2 separate regions of the Gossypium hirsutum genome follow, and region 2 is linked to region 1. A link is a contact called in public Hi-C data. All regions are on one chromosome and are shown on one strand. Each heading gives the region's core, a stretch centred on a gene start, on an enhancer-like site or on the middle of the called end of the contact. The rest is flanking DNA. Distances are from core to core; before and after follow the strand shown.

Region 1 (5,660 bases), core at 1,304-3,803:
TTTGATTAGAGTAGCTACAATAAAATTATAATATCATTATAGGAGAAATGGATCGTTGAAATGTTTGTAAAAAAAAAAAAGGAAACCCACAATTGTTTTTTATTTCCAAGACGTTTTTGACGGTGTTGCCTTCATCAAGGTTAGCTTTAAAAATTTGTAGTTATCACCTGTAAACAATAAGTGAGATAGAGCAGTACCATTCTTCCTAAAACTGATTCCATGAATGAGATTTTCATTATGGCATAAAATGAAAAGATAGAGTGATAAGGGATCTATTTGTTTAGTCCGTTTTGAGCTACGAAAGGCTTTGTAACATTTCCATTAATGAGAATTTGAAAGTGCAAATGATAATTATTTCAATCCGCTATCTTGGAAATCCCAATATCATGTGTGTTGTTTACTTCTATATTTACAATTGACTCGTATACTTCTAATTGGAGTCAATCATTATTAATTTATACATCATAAGCAGAGCTGTTCATAACTAGTAAGTGAACACCGCAAAATGATTCCAACTCATAAAACCAGTTTTGAAGTGAACACCTCAAAAAACTAAGGTCCATTATTGTTAATAACTAGTGAGTTGCGCCAAGTTACAACCAAATTTATGAAAGATAATAAATAAAAGCGAAAGACTCTTAATTGCAACACGTATAATTCATTGATGACTGAGGCTAGCAATAAATTTTAGCCTCATATTTTTCTTGGTGCTTTTTTTTATTTAAAAAATAATTCATTGAATGGAATTTAATTGATTGAAAATTTTAAATTAATTGACTTGACAAGTCTCATCTTATTATTCTTAATTTGATTTGAAATTTTTTGAATAGAATCAAATGGAATAAAAATCGAATCAAGTTGAGTAGAATAATTTGTTCGAGTTAAATTAGAAAAACTAAATCAATCATATTGAAATCTTGTTTACGTTATGACTAATTCCGAATTAAAAGTAATGAACATTGATACCAAATATATACTAGAAAGCTATTTTAAAACAAACTAAAGAAATTATATAATTAGTATGATAAACTTGATTTGATAACTTAATTGTTTAAGGCTTCAAATTTATCATATTCTAATAACTTTAAATATAATTTAGAATTTTTATATATTTTTAATTTTTTTTATTTTTTGAATATATATTTTTATAAAATTTTGAAGAAAAGTATTTTATAAATATTTTGATTTTTTTTAGAGGGATCAATTTGCATATTTTCAAAACTATTAGGGACCCAAGGGATATTTAGACCAATTTGTTATTTGAGTTATCTGAATTATTTGAGATGTCAAATTCAACTTGACTCATACTTGAAAAATCAAATTACTTATTCAAGCTGATTCAAAAAAAATTGAATAACTTTAATGACTCAAATCGATTATCTCAAAATTAAAAAAAAATTATTTTCTAAATCAAATCGAATTTTGTTGATCCCTACATCTCATTCCATCCTATCAATTCAACTATTAAAAAATATATATTTCATTAAGGAAGGAGGGCATATGAACATTTAACAAAATAATTGAAGCATGATGATCTCTTGTTTTTAGATTAATAATTTTTTTCCTTTTTTTAAGAGGGTCCAAAAATCTCTATTATTTCAATACATGGACTTTGTTATTTAATATTACTATAGTTGCTACATATAATTGATAAGAGGGGAGTGGACCAAAATCTTGCATTGCTAAAAATTGGCCTTTTATTTTCGGCCCCGTAATAGTTAATTTCTACCTATGTTGATAAAGCCTTGAACCGGCAGGAAAATGGCCACACGGAGCACCTCAAATCCCCAATCCTAAACAGATCCTTTCGTACGCTAATATCTATTCCCTAATAGTTAACATTTTAGCATTTTCTCAAACATTTTAGTGCTTCATGTTTCAAGTCTAATGTAGAAATATTCAGCCATCCAAACAATTATTTTTAAGTCTAAAGTTTGGTTCATTCACGGTGAACTGTGAACGAAGCAGTTTCCATTACTTGAGGTGATCAATGCTCCATTTTCTTTTATTTTTCTGGACAGATTCAATGGAACATAACCTAATCTTCTGTCATCTAGAAAAACCCATTTTTTCTACTTCATTTAGGGATCAAACTAGAGACTCATGAATAAGATATTGATCACACCAGATATCAGACATGAAGGTCAATGACATAGGGAGCAGTAAGAAAAAGAACTAGAGGAGTCTAGCTGGTCAGAGGTTTTATCGTACCCAAAATGCAAGCTGTTGAGTAATTTAGTCCAATGCATACCATCAGTGGACCAGGGGCTGCCTTGGGTACTTTCTTTTTTTCTAACAGTTCATTACCAGTAGGAGTTGGAACACGCTACAAGTTCCAGGTGACAAAACTAGGGGAAAAAATTAATGTATTTTCATATCAGGACAGCAGTCAAAAGCATGAAGCTTTGTACAAATTGTTTAGTTTCGTTTCCCATTGCTTATATTTGAGCGCAATTTGATAGCTTGAAGCGTTTTGGATGTTTCTGGACCATTGTGACATGTCGGCTTTGCTCAAATTGTACCTTGCATGAAATATACCCAGTTGTATAAAAAAACAAGAAAAAAGAGGATAGAAGTTGTGGTTTCAAGGGATCTTAAGGGATAGCGTTAGCCACACATTAGTTTTGTCTCTTTCTTTTCCCTTTCAATTGAAGTGAACGAGTGACATTTCAATCTAGGTTGAAGATGGTATTTAGAGTACGGGTGAGCAAAATTCGATTCGACTTGAAAAAGTTGAAAAAAAATTTAAATTTCGAGTTAAACGAATCGAGTTATTCGAGTTCATCGAGTTATTCGAATCAACTCGATTTTTTTTTTGAATTTCGAGTTCGAATTGAGTTGAGTTTTCGAATTCAAATAACTCGAATAATTCGAATAATTCGAGTATCAAACTATAATATTTTACATTTTTACCCCAAACTCCCTAACCTTTTTACTTTTCCCTCAAAACTTTTACTCCTTTCGACATTTCCCCCAAAACTTTTACTCCCCTCCCCTCCCACCCCCCAATCTACCCAAAATCCATTTCCCACCAAAATTTTACTTTCCCATTTATTTTTTCTCAAAATTTTACTCCCAAAAACCCTCAAAACCTTTTATTTTCCCCCAAAATTTTTACTCCCTCCTACTTTTCCCCTAAAACTTTTATTTCCTTCCCATCTCACCTCTCATCTATCCCAAACCCTCCCCCCTCCAATTTTTTTTAATATTTTCCCTCCAAAATTTTACTCTCCCTATTTACTTTCCCTCAAACTTTTATTCCCAAAACTTTTTAATTTTTCCCCTAAACTTTTACTTCTCTCCCTTTACTCTCAAATAAAAAATCAAAATTATCCAAAAAAATCACTAAACATAAATAGTAATAATTTTATTTATATCTACTATTTATATTATTAAATTAAATTTCACATTTTATATTATTTATATTATTGAATTGTTTAGTCATATTGAATATTTATATTAAAATTGAATTATTAATTATGCCATAAAATATTCATGTTAAAATTTTATATTGGTATCAATTTCACATTTTATTTTTAAAATAACATTTATTAAAAAATCATATTTTTACATTTAATATATTTTTTAATTCTAAAATACACAGTGACAAGAATCTGAAGATAATTGAAACAACTAAGCAACCAAAGAAGCTAACCAATATATAAAAAATTAATAAATAAATTATGAAGTGATGAAAGTTAATAAAAAATTGATTAATGTGGAAAAATTTTATTACGATGGGTGATAATGGTTACAAGGACCCAAATTTATTTTTTAAAATTTAACTCAAATAAATATATTCGATTCGATTCGATTCAAATTCCATCTCACTCAACTCGATTCGAGAAAACTTCAAATAAAGTTAGGATGATAAAATGAGATTCGAAAACTCGATTAACTCGAAAATTTTTGATTCGATTCGATCGAATGCTCACCCCTAATTTAGAGTAAACAATTTGATGATCTTGGTGGGGACAGTATATACAGGGTTGTCTAGTAAATCACTAGACACAGCCTAAAAGGAACACAATCTTTGCTATTTCAAAAGCAGAGTAAGAATCAATTTACTGTTCTTCAAATCCATTTTTCTATAGAGATAAGGCTCGCAGGCTTTGATTCACTTGTCATGTTACTTAAAAGTCCATGTTATAACTACTTTACAATTGACCTCCTCACGATGTATAAGGCTCACCTCAAAAACAAACTCACATCGCCAGATGGAGCCCGTTCAATCCAAATGTATCTCTAGGAGACCTAACCTCTTTGATCCTCAAACGGTTGCAACCACATTACGTTGCATAACTCCTAGATCAGCTCCTTCAGCTAAATTGGATCATGTCATTTATGGCCTCACCTTGGAAGACGTTTCTCCTATTTCTAGAGACAAACAAACCGTGTAGTCTAATCAATACAAGGAAGGCTAAAGTCAAATTGTTCTTGTAATAACTCGTTTTTCAGCGGCATCCGAAACAGTAGTTTCAAAATCTCATTTTCGACGGTTGAGTCCGTAAATATTATTGTTTAATATTTACGAGATTAGTATGAAGTTTAATTGGAGTTTGGTCCTTTAATTTTGTTAAATGGATAGTTAACTAAGGTACAAGTATGGTGACCTTAAAGTTAGTGATTTCAAAAAATCAGGTATTGAAACCTCATTTCCATAAACTGAACCCGTAAATATTTTTCTTAAATATTTACGAATTTATTGTATGGTGAATTGAATTTTGGTCACTAGGTCACTCTATTATATGCATATTACGACTAAGAAGTATGTCTGTCTGAGTGCGGCAGATTCTGGTCCAATCCCTTCTCGAAACCTTGAATTTCTCATTTTTTTCCTGCAATCATAATAACACATATGTAAGTTCAAATGAACTTAGTGAGTCTTCACATCTTGTATTAGCACAACACTAGCAAGCTTGTACTTCATGACTCAACATTCATATTTGACTTGTTAGTATTAGGAAAGTTCACCAATCTTATTGGTGTAGTATTTACATCACCGAATTGGCTCACTTGTGCTTGACACATTATCTTCAATGACACCATCGCGTATTTACTTGAACATCCTGGAGAACAAATCAACGTACTGAACTACAATTGATCTACTACTGACAACTTGAAAACAGAAGATTTCATATTTGGCTATAAAAAACCTTGCACCATAAAGTTCCACTGTTACACTTGAAATCCTTTAAACCCAAAAATTAGGAACTTTAGAGGTTAAATTGAAAAGATGTAAGTTGGCGGTCTCTAATGGAAAAACGAGAAAAGTGGGAAATAGAATGGAATATGGTTGAAAATTAATCTTGGTCCAATTAGGATATAACTACTCGGTTCCTTAGTGGAAGACAAAATGATTGTGAATGGGTAGATTTTGCACAGTTGAAGACTGTGCGAGAAGGGCTATAAATAGCCAGGGAATAACTTCCAATGAGACTCCTTCTCTAGTCTATTCCATTTTTCTTCTTTAGCTTCTTCTTTAGTGCTCTCAGAGGAGATGGCTACGAGAAAGCTCTACATGAATCAGTGATCATGAGTTTTGAGTTGCAAAAATAGAGAATCTAGTAGGCTGATAATGTTCAATGGTCTTAGTGTACGTGAAAATTTAAAGAATAAAGTTCGGTTTTCAGAACCATTTTAAAAGTTATGCATATTTC
Region 2 (5,660 bases), core at 1,564-4,063, 230 kb before region 1:
TTTATCATCAAGTTCCTCAGAATCGGATGACACGACAGACCTTGACCTTGATGATGGAGGAAAAGGATGCGTCTTATCTACCTTAAGTTCAAGGCCTTCACCTAGTCAGCCTGCAAGTGAAAGAGAAGTGACATTATCTCAACGAAGGAGGCCTCCTAAAAGAAAAGTCACATTATCTGAGCTTCTTAAAGATAATTCCAGTGAGCATGGTACAGCGAAACATTTTAAATCTACTTCCGAAGGACTACCTATGAGCCATCCAGCTTCCAAGAAACGAAAAAAGAAGTAAATCTGAACTGACTCTACAACTAGTGTAGGCCTCGAAAACAATGGTTGAAGTATCTACATGGGTATATATATCAGTTATTCAAATGTACATCGTAGAGCAACATTAGTTCTAAGTCGACATAGGAAATGATATAGAGCCTTTTCACCTTTTCTGTTATTTGCTTGCCGTGTTGCCTATCTTGCTGCTCTAGAACTTTTACCTGTTATTCAATGAAAACGAAGGGGAAACATGTACTGTAAGTCAGATTTGCAGTCTTTAGGACATTGAAGTCAGATTATCGACATTGTTTTTTGAACGAGTTCAAATAATATACTTCAGATGGTAGAAAGTTTTGGTAATCTGTACCCATCTTTTCTTTTTGAAGGTCTAGTCAGTTTAAGCTCTTTTGCTATTTTTGCAAAATTTTCTCTTCCCTTTTTCCATGGCAGTGTACCTGTAATCTTCAACAGAAGCATCTTCTTACTGTGTAACAAGATTTAGAATGCTCTCTCAGACCCATATCAAACTTGGGTCAAGGCTTCATTGTCCAAATCCATAAAAGCCCATCGAGAAGGTAACCGAAACCATAGATTACGAATGCCAGCTTATAGTAGAATAAGGGTGGATTCTGATAACCGAGCAGTAAGCAAGCGAGAAATTCCTCTTTGACGTCCAAAATAAATAAATCACATCGAATTAATGAATTGATAAATAATATTCAAATATCTTGTATACATAAGAAGCTATCATCAGGTTGAATTTAAATTCTACTCCAAACTTACAAAAGAATTATGTCAGGGTATCAACATTCAAAACCACACAAGACCGTATATTTCAAAGACCAGCTGAAACTAATCCATGCAATGTGACAATACCGATCAAGGTATTTTGACGATCAATTACAGGCAGAAATTGTACAGCAGATGGTGGTGATTCCATCTTTTGCATGGCTTCCACTGCCATCGCATCCGGACCAATGGTTCTTGGTTTCCTGATACAGTGATACAAACAAATGAGGGTTTTAAGTCACTTTGATTGAAAACATCAGAAAGAAACTCAACAAGTTACTACAATAGTTATGGGCATTCGCCATTTGGTTTACCTGTTGCACATTTCACCGACCGTGAGCTTGAATATGGCTTCTCCGCTAGCCTTAAGCGTACGCCGCAAATCACCATCTGTAAATGTGCCAAGCAAGTGATATTCCTCATCTATAACCAGCAAGCACCCACATCCTTTCCTAGTAAGCTCCACCAGCTGCTCCATTATCAAATCTCCTTCCTTGCAAACTGGAAGCTCATCTTGCTTCTTCATTACATCTTTTACCTACATATGAAAGCACCAATCCATCAGTCTACAAGTCCAATAAATTTGAAAACAAAACTAACTGAAATAGAAAAAAAATTTCAGCTTCAAATCTCGATTTAATTGCAAATGACATGAACCTGAAGATAGTTCTCTTAAATCCATCAAACTTATGTCTACTGTTTCTTATATCGATCATTCAACGGCAAACATACAGAACCGGCTTTGGATCTTTCAATTAAACCCAGATCTCAAACAATTATGGGCAGCCAACTTAAAAGAAAAAAAAAATCAGCGAAAACCCACTAATGATCCAGCATCTCATAAACAAAAGCAGTTAAATTTTATGAAGACATTGATCAGAAAGTCAGCAATTAATCAAACAAACCTTAAAAATAAGGCTTTTCCCAATCCGACCAGCAGGATGATTGGCCGCATATTGATCCTTAGTCAAGTTCCTAGCTCCCATAAGCGCTATTGCCACCGTATCTCCGAAAACCATCTGGATCGCTGTCGAAGTAACCGGCGCCAAATCAAACGGACACAACTCCCTCTCCAACGGAAGATGCACGTTCATATCGCAAGCGTTTGCCAAGGCATTTTTGGGGACGGAGGTGACCGAAATGAGATAAACCCCCTTGGCTCTAGCACAGGGGATGAGACGTAGGAGTTCTTCAGTGGAGCCGGATTTCGAAAAGAGGACGAGGATGTCGGCGGCGGAGAGCGCGCCAATGTCGCCGTGGAGGGCGTCGAGAGGGGAGAGGAAAGCGGAGCGGATGCCGAGAGAAACTAAGGTCTGGGAGATCTTGTTGGCGACGAATCCGGATTTTCCGACACCAGAGAAGAAAATGGTGCCCCGAGAATTAAGGAGGGTTTCAGTGAAAGACAATGCTTGGGACAAATCGAGGTTCTGGAAGAAGTAATTGAGGTGGCCTTGTTGGGCTTTGAAGAGGTTGAAAAGGGTAGTTTCGGAAACTCGCTCATGTTGGGGATTTTTGGGCGGCGGCGATGGGAGGTCTAGTGACGGAGGAAGCGATCCCATTGTTGATTTGTTTCAGATCCGATCCGATGGTATTATTTGCAAATAAATGAAGAAGAGAGAGTGGTGGAATGGTATTATTATTGGCCTATATTGGGGCCTTTATTTTTGGGTTGATTTGGCCCTTCATTATTTTTGTCGGTAAAGAATAGATAGTCTACTTTTGGACTCCTCTCAATATGTGTGTCGGCAGGCATTGCTAAATTGGTTGATCTCTACATTCTTTAGGCAAATATATCTTTTACATAATACTTACTTCTACATACATTTCATTAAACTTTTAAATCGAAAAAAGAAGAAGACATTATAGTGAATTAAAACCCAATCAATATATTTTTATTATAATTAAACTATTATTTCAAGAAAAAATATATAAATGGTTGATACACAATATCAATAAAAATAAAGAAAGAAGGACAAGCTATTTTGATGAAGTAAAGAAGAAGAAAATAGTAAAAAATGGAATGTCTAGAGGAATATTTAGAAATATATGTAAAAAGTTTATCAAATCAAATTCTTGATCCAACTTCGAATCAAATTATTTTTATTATAATTGTATAACATAAATAAATTATATAAAAGATAATTATATAAAACACGTTTTTATATTTTTTATTGCACTAAACCATTTCTGAAATTCATCAATTTTTTTTTTACTAATGGCCTTTGTTATTCACGATGACACCATTAAATCTTGAGATAATTAGCTGATGTTGACTTTAGTTTTTGTCCCCATGACAGTATATGTGGTTGATTTTTGCCGATTTGACATTATATTTTCTTACATCTTATGTTCGTTAATAATTTAACTTTTATAAAAATTTCAATAAAGTATTTTCTAAAAAAATTAAAGAATTAATACAAAATTTTAAAATTATAAAAAATAAAACATTCAAAATAAAAAAAGGAAACCTAAAAATAAAATAAAAATCTTTAAACAAAAAATTCAACAAATTAAACTTTTAACAGCGTTTTTAGTGACGTTTGGATTGAATGTTGCAAATATATACTATTAGTGGCCTTTTTGTTACCGCAAAAGGTAAAACAATAGCGGCGTTTTTCTTATAATCGCCGCAAAAAGTAAGGTAATGGCCGCGAATTTTTTAATTTTGATTGAAACGGCGCCGTTTTTATTCTTTGATACAAACTGATTCCCTTTTCTTTCGCAAACGATGCCGTTTTTCCCAATTCCCTTTTCTTCCGCAAACGGTGCCATTTTTCCCAATTCCCTTTTATTTGATACAAGCCGTTGATATCATCTCCCCCGATCCCCTTTTCTTTCTCAGCCTGTTCTTTGCTTGACTAAAATAAAAAAAAAACTTGTTCTTCTATTTTATACCAGAAAATCCTCTCAGTTCTTTGATTTCTCGAAACCCTAAACACCTATTGTGCCCCCTTTCCTCAGAGGCTGTAACTGAGCAACCGTTTACCCAGTTTCCCGACGCCTAGCCACTTTACCCAACAACGAACTCAGTCGCCAGCCTCCGTGAGTCTTAGCAAGTATGTGAGGTTTTTCATGTTTTTTTGTTTGGGTTTGTTAAAATTTACTTCCTTTAGTTTTCAATCGTGTTAAAATTTTAGAAATTTTAATTTGGGTAGTTCAAATGTGCTTTATTCATTAACTGACCTGGAATTCAGGTTTTGTATTTAGATTAATAAATTACATGCCATTAAGATTGATGGGTTTGCTACTGCTTATTGGAACGATTTTGGATTTTGGATTTTGGATATTGTCTGTCCTAAATATCTTGCCTCTTTTTATTAATTTTTTAATTGAACTTTTTTGTTTCGATTTCACATTAAGAAAAACTCTGGGTTTGCTACTGCTTATTGGAACGATCCTACTGATAGTCTTTTTTTAGATATAAATTTGGTTGAAGATTATAGGGATTGCTTTAGTTTTATGGAATACAAGCATGAAAATGAGAGATTTAATTACATTCATGTGTTTCTTTTTTTCATTGGATTGGAGCAGTTTTGATGTTTTATGTTTATTAAGCCTATATGATGATAAATTTGTAACTTTAATTGTTTCATTGGTGCACTTATTTGTATTTGAGAGCTTTATTTGGTCATAGCTGGCTATGATAGACATGTCAGTTTACTCATTCGACCAAAGATATTAAGGAGCTAAAAATTTCTCATAATTTTGAACACTAATTACACTGATTAGAGACGTAAAAGAGTAGTGGAAGAGATGAGTAGGGAGATGATGGTACATTTTGTACTGGTTCTGGATTCAGAATTAGGGATTAGGGTAGCTTTATGATGCTAAGTACATTGTGTTATTGTGTTAAGTATATTGTGTCATCCTCACTCTTTTTGTTATTCTTTAAAAAATTAGTAATTTATTAATCCTTTGCTAAACATATTTTTTCTTTAATGCAGTTGCAAAGATTGTTGCACAAATTCACCGTTGATTTGAATAAACCTCTTGTCTTCCAGGTACGAATAAGATCATATGTTTGATTTTGGTTTATCTTATGGAACAAGCATATGTGGTGACAGCTTTGGTGTTACTGGTTTTCAGTTCACTTATTTAGTTTCTTATGTGATTAAAATAGCTACATATAGTTATGTTATGTGATTACATCAACAAGTTCTTGATATAGAGCACGGTTTTGCAGGGCAGTTACTGAGCTCCAAATTTCTATTTCTTTATCTTTTTTGGTCAGACCGAATTAAGCAGGCCAAAGTGTGTAAAGGTAATAGTAGTGAATTTCACCTTTATTTTTAAAACTGCTGCTTTCTCTTTGCTTGATATTTGATGCTTGGAAATATTGTGATATGCTAAATACCCCACATTTTATCTGGTAGATACTTTGAGAATGGAGTTGAATTTCAATAGGTTGTTTAGTTGTAAACCTTTTTGCATGCTTTGCCATTTCATGAAATTGAAGATGAGTGACAGCATTTACATTGAGCATGCTATTGTCTTCCTCTGGATAAGCTACTTGCAAACTGTTAAAGCCTTCATTGTCCTATACTTGCAAACTGTTTGCGTGAATGTTTTGGGTACCATTTCAAGTAAACTTATAGTGGGGGTTT

Evidence for each region. A called contact is a pair of places that touch in the nucleus more often than the background predicts.
Region 2: a Hi-C map of leaf shows a contact between it and region 1, with 4 times the contacts expected there. The contact joins the promoter of LOC121219611 here to the enhancer-like site in region 1. A contact is called at or near these places in 5 of 34 Hi-C or Micro-C datasets (hypocotyl, leaf and petal).

The regions. Positions count from the first base shown.
Region 1 is chrD07:27,350,089-27,355,748 of Gossypium_hirsutum_v2.1, reverse strand. No RefSeq gene overlaps it. Among protein-coding and RNA genes, the nearest start is that of LOC107954637, 17 kb to the right of the region's middle. Within about 2 kb of position 2,553, at least 2 of the 9 cell types and tissues checked have an H3K27ac peak or open chromatin away from gene starts, as enhancers often do. A contact at or near this core is called in leaf, where this site is marked.
Region 2 is chrD07:27,583,763-27,589,422 of Gossypium_hirsutum_v2.1, reverse strand. LOC121219611 (probable arabinose 5-phosphate isomerase) reads right to left here and starts at 2,813. Exons shown (of 3, transcript XM_041098101.1): 1 at 1,962-2,813; 2 at 1,371-1,594; 3 at 947-1,259. The coding sequence starts at 2,615. The coding sequence ends at 1,103. It overlaps LOC121219610 (probable inactive lysine-specific demethylase JMJ19), which reads left to right. Exons shown (of 8, transcript XM_041098099.1): 8 at 1-627. The coding sequence ends at 289.